Linked DNA regions of Dromaius novaehollandiae: region 1 is linked to region 2. A link is a contact called in public Hi-C data. All regions are on one chromosome and are shown on one strand. The core of a region is the stretch at or near the end of the contact, and the rest is flanking DNA. Distances in the headings are between cores, read along the strand shown.

The links. Hi-C and Micro-C count contacts between places; a contact is called where the count stands out from the background.
Region 1: a Hi-C map of ovary shows a contact between it and region 2, with 2.3 times the contacts expected there. The contact joins two enhancer-like sites. A contact is called at or near these places in 3 of 4 Hi-C or Micro-C datasets (brain, liver and ovary).

The regions. Positions count from the first base shown.
Region 1 is chr2:48,870,127-48,876,583 of bDroNov1.hap1, reverse strand. It overlaps TMEM108 (transmembrane protein 108), which reads right to left. Exons shown (of 7, transcript XM_026094037.2): 5 at 2,354-3,469. The region is part of intron 3 of LOC112979665 (a long non-coding RNA gene); the gene reads left to right. Among named protein-coding and RNA genes, the nearest start is that of BFSP2, 15 kb to the left of the region's middle. Within about 2 kb of position 4,558, at least 2 of the 2 cell types and tissues checked have open chromatin away from gene starts, as enhancers often do.
Region 2 is chr2:48,801,623-48,808,743 of bDroNov1.hap1, reverse strand. TMEM108 (transmembrane protein 108) reads right to left here. Exons shown (of 7, transcript XM_026094037.2): 4 at 6,883-6,964. The coding sequence starts at 6,922. Among named protein-coding and RNA genes, the nearest start is that of BFSP2, 83 kb to the left of the region's middle. Within about 2 kb of position 2,018, at least 2 of the 2 cell types and tissues checked have open chromatin away from gene starts, as enhancers often do.

The sequences.
Region 1 (6,457 bases), core at 3,309-5,808, 65 kb before region 2:
TCTGGACTCTCTTTTCCACTGGTTTCATTCTGTCAGTTAAGACTACCATTTCTCTGGTTGTACCCTCCTATGTTGACACATGCATGCCTGGGTAAAAATGCTTTAGGTTTGTAGAATTGATTGTTGTTCTTTTATAGCGATAAACTATGCCAATACAACTTCAGCCGGACACACAAAACATTTAAATGTCTATCTGCCATTCATTTCAACTCTGAAATGAGGATCCACAGATTTTAAAAGGAGAGTCCCACTGAAGACCATCCTCCGAAATCTGGTCCTGAAAACAGGACCTAGATATCTGAATCATAAAAACATTCAGTTGTATCAGAGCTGGTATAGGTAATTTTCAAAATAACACTTGCCTTTTTTAAAGTGCAGCTTACAAACACAAAGAAATAAAATAGACACAGTCTTATGAATCCATTCTGTTATGAGACGTAAGATAAGAAGCTAAGTTTAAATCCTAATGTATAATGGGCTAGAAGTCCTGCCAAAGGACTCTTTATATTATTAATATTATTATTTATTATTATTATTATCGCTAGTTATTGGTCACATATGGCACACTGCAGGAAAAGACATACACAAATTTACACACTGGGTATGCTTCATATGTTTGTGTTTTATGGTATTATATTTTGCATTTTGTATTTGGGCACATACTGTCCAGATCAGCTTTCTCTCTGAACACCAATTCTAAACATAATGCTTGGAAGAAATTGATTGATCTGGTATTTCTGCTGGTTCATAGGCAAGATTTTTGTTCATCACATCATCAAATATTGCTTCTTATCATCATGTTGTGCTTGGTATACCCTAGTTTCTCCTCTCCATCTTTCACAGAAGTATGTGAAAGCACATGTGCATACACTTGTGCTTTGCTTTCACTTTATTTTGTTTGTCAGTCTTATAGATTTAAGCTTTGATTTCACTAGTGGTTTTACCCAAGTTGGCAGTAGTGGAACGGATGGTCCTAGAGGTGCACGTCTAACAGAGCTGCTAAGCCAGTCTCATAGTCCGCAGCTGAGAAAAGGGTTAGTCCTGCTCCCCTCCCAGGTGTGGATTCCCGCACCTCACCCACTCCACATCTCGTGCCTATCTGACCCCATGGGGAGCTGATTCAGCTCACTATGTGGACAGAAAAATAGCAAGGAACAAACTGAATATTTCAGGACCAGTTTATTGGTCTGAACTGGCTCACAGAGGTGTCAGGTTAGGACCAGGCAGAAGGAAAGGGGCAGGATCGCAAAGCTGAGCCTTGGAGAGAGCAGAAGAGAGCAACACCCTTTGGCACGAGTAAGCTGTTCAGCTGGCTCAGACAACTCACCTAACCTGGTCCTCAATATAGTTCATGGCTGTACCTAACGGGGTTAATACTCGATAGTGTTGGCTGCTACCCTTTTAGTCTTCCTCAGACAGCAATGGCTGGCAAATGTTTATGTTCTTGTTTCATGCCATTACTATTTGCACTCCAGACAGACCAGTATAATCACACCCCATAACCTATTTAGTGGCTTCTTCTTGGCTCTGCAGAGTGAAACAACAGAGAATAATATACTGTCTCACGTTGGGCAAGGGATACCCCAGTGTCCACTCACAAGTTTTCTCATAATTCAATCACCTTTTTTTTGCAATGGAGTCAAATCATGAGATCCTAAGCCAGCTCTGTAAACCTAACTTGTACTGGTCCTGCAGGTGGCTGCTTTCTGTTGACTGAAAATCAAAAAATTTCAAATTCTTCTTTTTCTCTAGGTAGCTGTAAAGTCAGACTCAGAATTAAAATAAAGGAAAACAGCAATTTGGTTATCAGAATGATGAGACTTCAAAATCAAAAAGTTCACAAACTGCCTGCAATAAAATATTTTACAGTACCGGAAAACTAGTGTTCTCTAAGGCATTAGCTATTAAAATTATCATTATTCTTCAGGGGTTAGCAGCGTGTTTTTTTTTTTTTTAATCCAGTGCAAGGTTGGAATATAGCAGTTCCTAGATTGCAGAGTTGTGTAATTTGTTGGCTACTTGCTTAAAAATTTTGAAGTAAAGCTGCTTTGCCTTCCAGAGTTGTTCAGCCTTTGTCTTATATCGTCAAATGGACAGCCCAGAACAGCTAAGGGATTTCTAATAGCAACAGAGCAAGTGTGCTTTGAGTGTCAATGTTATAGTCCTGGAGGCTGTTAATCCTAAGCATTTTGGTCAGTAAATGTGTTACCTGTCTAGTGATTGTTTCTCATCTATCTCAAGCTGCCTTGCCATTGTTAGGTCTCCATCTAGTCCTTGAATCATGGGGCTAAAATCTGTACTTTAAGGAAAGAGAGAAAGAAAGAAAGGAAAAAAAAAGCGGTAATTAACTTACAACATGAGGATATAGGTACGCTGATAGCCAGGATGATCCAGGCAATGTCCATCTTGCTGAGACAGATGGTTGCTCTGTGCTGGGGCTTGTCCCCCTCAGTGACATGGGAGATGTTTCCCGGCACCCCAGGTTTCCAGGTCCCGGCAGGAACCAGTCTGTTTAGGAAGTTGCCGGTTGCAGTGGAGCCAGCTGTGGAAATGGAGCTGGACAACCTGGTGACGGGTGCTGCGGAGAGAGCGCTGCCAAACACAGTGGCGTTAGTCACCGCGCTGTGCTGCGTCGGGGCAGCTCCCCTGGGGTTGCCCGCTGCCGGAGAGGAGACGTTGACATCGAAACTGGTCTGAACCGAGTGACCTGCTGCTGCTGTTGCAGTTCCAGGGCCAGCAAACAACGGGACATTTGTACTGAGGTTCAAGGTTACCCAAGAGCTGTTTTTGCTCAGCATATCCCATATATCATAGTGGGGACGGTCAAAAGGCACCGACACTGCTTCAGGATTAGTCGATGGTCCAGCAGTTGTGGTGGCAAAATCTGCTTTCTGCACAACCGGCTCCGTCCCATCCCCACGCTCTGCTTTCCTAAGGCCTCCCGAGGTGCTGCTGGGGGGAGCAGGGGCCGGGTGCGTAGTTCTTGCCAGCCCCGTGCCAGCGGGATCTCTGGAAGTCGCAGTTGGGGAGGGAAACGGGTGGTCTGTGAAAGGGCTGCTCAGGGTGGGGAAGGGGGAGTGCAGGGCCGTCTTCAGGTAAGGCTCTGAAGGCTCTGTGAAGTTCCCTTTGAAATCTGGGAATATTTTCCCCATGGGGCGAGTCTGTCCTGAGTACAAAGCACTCTGGTTGTACAAATGATACCTTTCCTTTTCGCCAGCATGACGGCCGCTTGCTTGCTTTTGGCCAGCGGACGGGGCCGTTTTCTCCGTCAGGCTAGCGGGATGGGGAACCGTGCGAGCAGATGCGGGAGCAGGCTGCGTCGGGCGACGGTCTTTGTGACGAGGTGTTGTCCCCATGGCTGTGACAGTGGTAGTGTCCATCAGGAAGCCCTGAGAGGAGGATACAGTGGGAGACAGTACCTGAACAGAAAACACCAGCTCTTCTGTCAGTGCCAAGATCAGTAGAACACCTGGAGGGAAAAAGCAGAGAGCGAGAGTGAGAGGCGAGGTGGGTACCGGCAGGCTGGGAGTCGCAGCACTCCGCTCTCCGTTGCTGCCTTACTTCCTCGAGCCAAGGCGGCACAGCTGGCAGGAGGGAACACCTTTCGTGGAGGAAGAGCTTGTGCCCTGGTTTGTCGGCTTCTCCAGGAAAGCAGCACGAGAAAAGAGAGTCTGCTGGGGCTGTGGGAGCAGCGAGGTGGGAATGGGAAAGCTGCACCACAGTAAAAGGAGACGGGACCTTGCAGTATGGATTCAGGAAAGTGCTTTGAAGTACCACACACTGATCTCCCTGTACAAGCTACAAAGCACCCTGTTCCGTAGTGGTAGATGCAAAAAAACACATTTTCATTTTGGTTTTGGCCAGGAGGCCTCCAGATAAGTATCTATATCATTGTGGGAAACCTTAGCCTGTTCATTCTTTTGGCTGCGAAATCCTACTTTTGGCTGTCTCCAGTTTTGGATGCCATTAAGCAATGTGTTTTTCAAGAGAGCAGTTGCTCAGCCCTTGCTGAAAATTACGTCAAAATTTGTCATTGACCAAGAGATAGGGCCGGTGAGGGATTTTAGACAAGGGGGCTGCCTAGGTTCTAGTGCTGCTTTCTATTTAGCAACTTTGGAAAATTTTGTCTCTTGTTTACAGTATGAAATATAGAAAATCTGTGAATGTTAAAAATGAGTAAGAAAATGTAGCTATCATCGTAACCATTTTTAAAAATCATGTGATTATTAGGACTCCAATCCGATCTAACACAACTGCCCTTTCACACTCACATACAAATGTTTGTTTGTATCCTGTACTGCGCCTACATGTGCTGTGGGATTTGATTCTGCGAAGTTTGCCTCTCGCCTCCAACTGCAGTACACATCATCTCATGATGTGCCAGATTCACACTACTGTGAACATCAATTCTTCCATTTATTCATAGTCCAGATAATGGACCTGGGCAGCTGCAATAGCATAAGCCTCCCCAGGACGCAGGGCTAATATGCCCTGAGTTACTGCGACCTGCAGGGACCACATCAATCAGACGTCACCATTTCCATATGCTGAAGCTGTCAACTGCAATGTGGCCCTCTGCCCGCTAGGAAGCACATGGAACGAGTCCATCCTGCACAGTCCACTGAACAGCGTCAGCTGGCACCATCCGTGCTGTGCTGGTGCGAATTTCAACCAGCGATCTCAAGGTGAAAGACGCTGCAGCCCAAACAAATCTGGGAGCCCAGCTCATCAGAACGGCAGGACTCCCAGTTGCGTAACGATTGCCTGCCAGCCGAGATTGTGGGGTATCTTCCTGCCCCCTTCGCCACCCTCCTCCCCCTCCCAGCCTTGCCAGCTTTCTCTGCAAGTGCTGTTAGGCCATTTAGCTCTAACTTACTTGGGAATATTTGGTATGGGCACCAGCAGAAAATGGAAGAACGGGACTTGTGAAAATCAAAGAAGATCTCTGATTAGGTGTCCATTGAGTCCTAAGGCTCTGTTGCAGGTTGGTGTGATGCAAATGCCGTGAAGTGAGTTTATTCAGAGTCCTGTGCATCATCCACATCCACTTGCAAGCAATATACTACATAAAGCACAAGCTGACCAAAGGAGTAGTACTTATTCCTCTTATCCAGCTAAGCGCTGTGCTTTGACACTAACCATCATTGCTGAACCAGAAGAGCGCAGAAGTCTGCCACCAGCAAAATTCATCTCCTCTTGTCCCCAGCAGCCTCCTGTTCCTCTGCAGAGTATCCAGATCAAAACATTGACTCGATAATGTAGTGAGAGCCAGTTATAAGCAATGCACTTGCCAGTGACTGATAATAAAATTAGCTCTTTTTTATTTCTGAAATAAAGTAAGTATCTCTTCCAAACAAACCATGGTCTGAGACCTCGCTTCCAATTCCTAGCCATCTGCAGATGATATGCTCTTAGCAGAACACCTAGTCAAAGAGAAAAATGCATTCTGTACATCATGCTACATTCTTGCAGCATCGCTCTTGGGAACAAAGTGCAGGAGTTATCTTCACATTTTGGCAGCACTTATTCTGAGGTCAAGGTCAAAGCAGATATTCTAGTGTCCATATGGCTAATATTCCATGCCAAGACAAGTTGCTGCTAGAGAACAAATTCAAAGAGGAAAGGATGAAGATTTATTTTGGATTTGGTATGTGGAGATAATGTTTCAGGAAACTTTAGGCTTGCTGTTGTGAGCACACAAGATAAAGTGCACTGGCAGATGAGATAGTAGATTATAATGATTGCAATGCCTGCTAAAATTTTCAGATATTGTTTGTGTAACTACTTTTCTCCCACACCATGCACAGAAAAACATCTCCGTTGGATTAATGTTTTTCTCCGGGATATTCCTTAAGGAATGCGGAAGTTGCCAGCTCTTCTGCAAATTATGCCCTGGGGTTAGGAACCATGATCTTTGGCTAAAAACCTCCCAAATATCCACCTTTACTGCTTCAAATAATAATAAATCAGAAGCTAGCAACTATAAAGATTTATAATCTCTCTGGGGCAGCCTGTTGTGGTAGCAGGTCACCACACATCAGACACTAGAAGCCATATAGATTTAGCCAGTACCTTGAGATGGGTTGTAAAGTATTAATAACTATTCTAAAAATATTATGTCATAAGTCATTTATTTGACAATAAACAATAACCCCCACAACCCTTTCCTCTCTCAGGATGTGCTAGTCAGATTTTGCACATCTGCTAGCTCCCCCTTCAACAGCCTCTGCAGAGCTATTGTGGCCCCACAGACACAGCTTCTTAGGACTTCTTTTTTACTGGTTTAACTGACCACAGTAACTCTTTCAGAGACAACCAGAGCTAACCCATGTCCCTGAATACTTACAAAATATTCAGCTTAGTAGATCATTGTCAAAATAGCCCGTGCCGTATATTTTGGGAAAACCAGCTGGTAATACAGACTTCACAGCGGGCTTTGCTGGCCCTTTTAAGTAGA
Region 2 (7,121 bases), core at 769-3,268:
AATATCGGATAACAATTAAGTATCCAACATTTAGTCATTTTTCTGTCCTTCATGAAGGAACACTATCATAGGCATTGGATTATTCATGGACAGTAGACACTGGTGTCTGTGCTGCCATAAATTATCTTAAATTATTGTAACATAGTCCAACAGAGATTTAAGCTTATGGACAGTGCTCCTGTAGGAGTAGTCTGCCTGGTGCTAAGAGCATTGCTTACATATTTAAGTGCATTTACTGGATTAGGGCTTGACTGCAATACCGTCAAAAGCATAAGGCACAACCAGAAAGAAAAGAAGGATTAGGGGAAGGAAACAAATGTTTGACAGAATATCTTTGTTTTATAATGCAAGGAAACAAAGCAAAGCTGGGAGTATGAAGTCCAGGAATAAAATCTCAATCCTACCAAAGTCAATGGGAGTTTTGCCATTGAACTCAACAGGACCAACATTTCATGGTCGCCAGGCTCCCATCTGTACACCAGTAGCATTTCTTTCTCCACTTGACTTGATGCTGTGACTCTCAAAGACACACATATGAAACTGCACAAGCTGCTCAGTCACTGTTCCTGCAGTTTGACTTCTATTAGAGATGGATGAATAGACTTTTGAAAGGGAAAATAGAGAAAAGTCGAATTTGCACTCCTACTTATTTCACTCACCCTCTAAAACCTCTCTCTCAAAGCTTGAGGCAAACAATGCTGAATCTAAAATAGAAGATTATACAGATTTATTGTGGTGTAATAGGAATTGCTTCAGGTTCAAAACACAAATAATTCAAAACACAGAATGGAAAGAATACTACGGATTCATTTTTGATTTATCAAACAATTTCTTTAACAAGAGTGAAAGGAATTTTAAAACCAAATCCTTGCAGCACTTACCAATTTGGGTACACATCCATAGTTATGCATATGTATTTAATATCTCTTGGTGTTCTGGTGTAATGGTCATGGACATTGTTAATAGCATGTCCCACAACCAGTGTGTAAATGCTTGAAGAATACGAATACTGGAAAGTTATGCATGCTCTCATTAATTTTGAAAAATCTACAGGGTTATAATGCAAACAGTGTCAGTATAAGCATAAAAATGAAGGTACTTATGCCAAGAACATAATCAGACTATCAACTCATATGTGCAAATGCATGAATTGCTTGTCTGCTGATAGAAAAAGCCAATATAATAATCTGTCTGCTGGCTTTTTATCCCAAATTCAGTGTCAAGGACTATGACTTGAATTCCTACAGCCCCAGGCTGATTCCACATCTCTGTATGTTTGAGCAAATCTGCAAGAACAGTGGAGAAGTTTCTGCAGTATGTTAGTTGTTTGGGAGGGTCCTATTGTATGTGCTAAATTTTATCTGCAGATAAGACAGAACTCCTCTCCCCCCCTCCCCCACCCCATACATATATTTCAAACTCTTTAATGAGTTTGTGTCCTGTGAGACTCTACTAAATGGAATATATTTGCAGACAAGAATGTTCACGGAACCAGCAAATTTAAAATAAATAATGCAGACTATTCATGGGAACAAGCTCAAGTTTAGAATCACAAGAGCAATCTGATTCAGAGTTGTGTTTATCCAGTCGGTGAATAGGAACGTGCTCTCTCATTTGTGCGTGCAACCAAAATTTCAATAAATGGCATATCAAGGACACTGGAGTGCACATCTGATAAGGAAATGCATATTCAATTTAATTTCTTCATAAAGCATGTTGGTTTGTTTTTAAACCTCTCTTTAAAAGGTTTAGTTTTCCAGGAAGGGATCACAAAAAGGAAATGGAAAGTAGCAAATTCTTTCAAGAAAACAAAGCTTTGTTGAGAAACTTCAGCAACAATATATAATTGATTTCTGGGAAAAGAAAGTGTAGATTTATTGCTTGCTGTGAGCTGTTCGATGGACAGCCTGTTACCAAGCCACGTGACTCGTAAATACAAATGCTCCAGCTCAGTGAGTATCCCAAAAAGCTTTATACATGAAACACTGCATAGCCAGAGGCTGTTTACCTTTCCAACTTTAAGCAAAACAGATGGAATCTATTGCTAGAAACTCCCCCCGCGCTGTTCTCTCCGCTTAAGCTAACACCTACCAGTCCTACAGAAAACAACAAAAATGTTCTTTCTTTTTTCTGCAAGTTCCCATGAATGACAGAGAGCAACTCTCCCATGATCTGTACCAAGTTGTGTATCAAGTCATCCTCAGTATCTTTAAACACACATCAGCTCTCAGTTCCTATGACACGGGTTAATTATACATGGCTTGGGCAAACTGCGAGTGCTCTGTCAAAGCAAGCAGGCTCATCCGCACTAAGGACACAGCCCCCCAGACATCCACCTGGCCACAGGGTCAGAGCAATTGACGGGAGCCTCTGAAATCATCCAGATGGCCCCTGCCACTCCTGACAGATGTTTTTTCCACTTGGGTCTTCACCGGTGGAGGCTCCGTGATCCCCCAACAAGTCCGTCCTAGCGTTTCTGGATTCTACCCTACGTCACATGTATCTCTAATACCAAGCTCCTTGCTGCTTTATAAACCCATTTTTTTCATATCTTATCTATTACGGGTAGAGAACAGGTTATTTCCCTCTTTTTAGCAGTCGCCTTTTCTGTGTCGTCACCATGCCTCCCCACTCGGTAGAGACGAGCCCCAGTGCATGCTGCCTGATTACCACCCTGGCACTATTCACCCACAGTGTTTGGCAAGAGAAACAGGAGCTAGTTGGGTTGGGCTCCCGTTAGAGGCAGTGGTCATTAGGAGATAACGGAGCTCGGCAGGCACTGAGAACGAGGTCCTCTCTTAAACAGACATTTGACAAACTCATGTTGCTTATCAACTCTTTATGACAAGAGCGATGTGCCCCAGGACCTAACGCAGCCTTGCAAGGGCTTGAGCTAACCCCTTCTACAGGGTGGGTGTCACTGCAGGAGACTTAACAGAAATGTAATCAGGGGGCCACGGTTAAAAAAGGTAGAAGCTGAACTGCCTCCAGAGCAAGGGGGTATAAGATTTGTGATAGTCTGTGTTACAAGGCACAACCACTCGCTGCCATTTTTGCTCAGCTTGCTACCGAGGATTGTGTGAGCCCGTACGTACCGGATTCTTTCTACTGATGTTACCGGGCTTTCTGCCAGGCCTAAAAGATGAAAGAGTTATGCCTGGGAATGCACTAAGTGATAACGGCATGAAGAAATACCCAGACTAGCATTTATTTCCAGATGCTACAGTGACAGGTCCTCATGCAGATGCTGGTGATGTAAGTAAACAGAAAATAAAAGTCCTTCCATTTTTCAGGCAAATGAATGTCTGAAGAAGGAAGTTTCGCACACTGCTTGTGTGCCAAGGGCTCCACCAGTTGCCTTTCTCTACATTTTTCTCTAGTTTATATGCAACTTGGAACTCCTGAGTGAAAAGTGCATGCATGGTAAATTATAATGTGCATGTTTTATTACAGAAAATGCAGACATATTGTGGCTCATGCTGCAGGGCTTAAATCATCACTTTAGGTCTTTATCAAAAATGGAGCTCGCTGAGCCTCACGGGAAAGGCATTTACATCTTCATCATTACAGAGGCAACAAACTTCATCCATAAAGATGTGCCCGGAACAAATGGCTGCAAATTGTGGACACGTTTTGCTTTAATTGGTCTTCATCAACTCAGTCTAGCTAGTGACTTCAAAGCTCTCACTAACCAAGAAACCTCTTCCAAAATTTTTATTTTAATCTTTTTAAGCTTTTTTATGTCTTAGAGATTTCAGATTAGATAGTAGCACTGAAGATACAGCTCAAAAGCAGTGCTTCTTTAGAGCTATATTACATGTTTAATTACTTATTCATAAATTATGAATGACTAGAGGTAAAGTAGCATGACCCAGAGTCCCTGTACTGGGCCAAACATAGTGCTGTAATTTTTACAAAGTCTATCTCTTGACAACTGGGATCAGATTCAAGGCAGCTACAACCATACACAAAAGAGCAGCTGTCGCTAGTCCCGTCTTCACATACTCTTCTTGATCAGCATAAATGGATGGAAAACGTTGTTTTGGGGAACCACAGTAGAAGACTACAGATGGCAACAGACTGATTATATAACTCATATAAAATTCACAAAAGAGAAGGATGCTCCATTTACTCTCTTAAAACTGCATTTAGATACAGGCCTGATTTTTCACAAATCCAGCTAACAATTCCCACTAGTCTAAAAATCAGACAAATATGTACATATATCTTCTTTGTCGCCCCAAAACCTAGCAGTCCTGCTGAGCGTAAGGGTCCTGCTCTCCCAGGCACCATGTAGACACACGGCTGAATCTAGCTCCGGTAGTAGAGCACGGACGAACGGAAGTGGAAATGAAGACGCAGAAGGGGGCAGCCACTGCTGGCCCAGTGGCATAGCTGGGACCACGCCAAGGTGTGATAAGCCTGGAGCAGTGCCCTCAGCCGCAGGTCCGCTCATGGGGGCACAGACAGAGTTTTGTCTCTCCACTTGACCAGCGTTTCTAGAAAAACCATAAACACTTTGTTCAAGACATCCCAGGTTTTTGACTCACAAGAGTACGCACGCAGGGCATTTCTCTCCATAACCCTAACCCTCAGTTAGTCACTTGTAACACATCAGACAATGAAAATATTGCCACACCACTCACGCAGCACCATAGACTCACTTATTGCAGTTGCAGAGGAGGGAGCAAGGCACAGGGCATTGGTAAATCATACCAAAGGAGAACATATTCTTTCAACACATTTTCAGAAGTTTGGAAGGTTTTTTTGCTGTATAGTAGCAGCAATTTTCCTTTTTTTTATGCAGACAAAATAAGACCACACTGCAGGCACTGCCTGCAGCATAAAGAGCAGCTACAGGAGACACATTAAAGCCGTTTCTTCTTCCTTTGGTGAAGACTGAACTCTTTGGAGATTGTCTGCAGGATTGTGGGGCAACCAGGGAAAAAATAAACTGAAGTAACATACTTACAGGGAATCTAAAAGAAACTTATTTAACAGGAATTAAATAACTTGGTGGATCTTGTCATGGGCACCTTAAAAAATTAATTTATCTGTTAGGAGAAATACTATCTTCAGAATCCATCCTTTCAAATTACATCATGGAGTTCACAGTATCATTGCCTATTCATGCAGTATACATATAGTTTGCCCATTCTTTCCCTCTGCATTTTCAGTGTTCCTCTGTTTGCTGCTTAGATCTTCAACATACTACCCTGAAAAATATAGTTTAAACCAGCAGGAATAGCAGTGGGATAGGCTGCCAAGCAGGGAAGCATTACATTAAAAGAAAGAAAACACAGAAAGATCAAATACTATGATAGGTTCAATGTACATTATACCTTCCTTTTTTCTAATGCCATATTAGTACAAATGCGTTCATACAGTTCTGTTTCATATTTTCATTATGATGAACCTAATATTGCTCCAGGAAAATTTCCATTGATGTTCATGAGAGTTTTGCAAGAGTAACAACTTGTTGGTGTAGCCCCATTTTACCCTAGTGAGCAGCCTCCCTGTACCGCCAGACAGGCAAGGCTCAGCTAACCAGCCAGCAATATCCCAAATTTCCATGCTTTTCAGCAGAAGTGTTCTTCTGCCTGGTCAAAGGCCACACAAGCAGCCCTACAGAATTCACTGAGATCATTTTAGGATTAAGTTACTATGCAATACGTATGCAATACGTATGTATCTTGGGGATATCTCTGGAGTCTTCACATATATGTCTTCACAGAGACACACCTGAGTACCTCCTATGTTGTAAAAAAGAAGAGCAAAACCAGGCAATCTAGCAAAGCACATAGAGGTCTCTCCTTTTATATCCTGATGGCAATCAGTGAAACAATGATACAATATTAACTAGGCTTTAGTAACAATCTATGAAACACTTGTTAGGCTAATTTTTCACACACACCAATGAAAATAATAGCATTGCTCATTCTGTGCACACTAAGCATGATTTTCTGGTTGTTATCTAGCTTGGACAGAATAAGAGAAATACATACAAAACTGGGTACCATAATGCATATCTTGAAGTCAGAAATTCTGCTGAATTGCAGAGACAACATAAAAAACCTTTTTCAGACTGTTACTGTAAACCGGCAACTTCCTTTGTAAAATGTATGATAGCAAGTGATTGTATTTCATCTTTTTTTATTTTACTTAATGTCTAAAATTTTTTTAAAAAGTTGTTACTTGTGATTTTGACACTGAAAATTGTAAGTCTACAGAAATGCCCTAACAGTGTCAGTACTGTTTTATACCTAAAACCTTGCTTTACTCTTGTGTGTAGGTGAGACAGCCCCTATCCACACTGCCTAAATTTCACCTGAGTCCTTTCGCTAGACTTTCATATTGGATGGGCTCTTCTGACAGCCCAAACTCAGCAAAAAGGAACTTCTCAGCTCAGGAACTGACAGCATTTAGGGCTGTGTGAATCTGGGGCTCCCTTTCCTCACTCTGAGACCCTTTTGTAGAGAGGCCACCAGCAGATGTGCCAACTGGGAGGGATCCCTTTTGTCCACTGAGAACCAGACAAAAACCTGATTACAAAAATGTTGTTGCATTGCTTCTTCCAAACACCATCTTCCACTTCCAGATCTCATTCTTCTGAGGGTGTTTCCCATCGCTCAGTGCGGCCAAACACTTTTTCCCATCCACAGGACTCTGCACAATCACCTGGTACTTGAACTTGTTTTTTTGATACATCTTCAAGTACCTTATTGAACAAGAGAATTTGACTTCCGCTCTATGTACTTGAAGCAAGGTACATGGTTAAGTACCTCCCTGAATTGTGGCTTGCATAAATGTCACGATCTTACTTAAGAATTTGAATAATTCCTTTCTTACAGGAAGTATTAAAAAAAAAGAATATTTACTTACTAAACAGTTGGCAATAGAGGACCTGTAAGCTTCTCTTCATGGTATCATGTGGTCCTGCTGGTCTGCCAGTTTATTCATGATTCTGTCAAGAAAATTAAGAGAAGAAGAAAACAATATGTGATTTATTACAGAATTCATGTTTTATTATTATACCTGTTGATTACAAAGTAAAACGAACCTTCAGGAAAATCATGTTGATTAGCAAAGGGAAACTGTCTGCCTAACTGTGCTTTACTCTT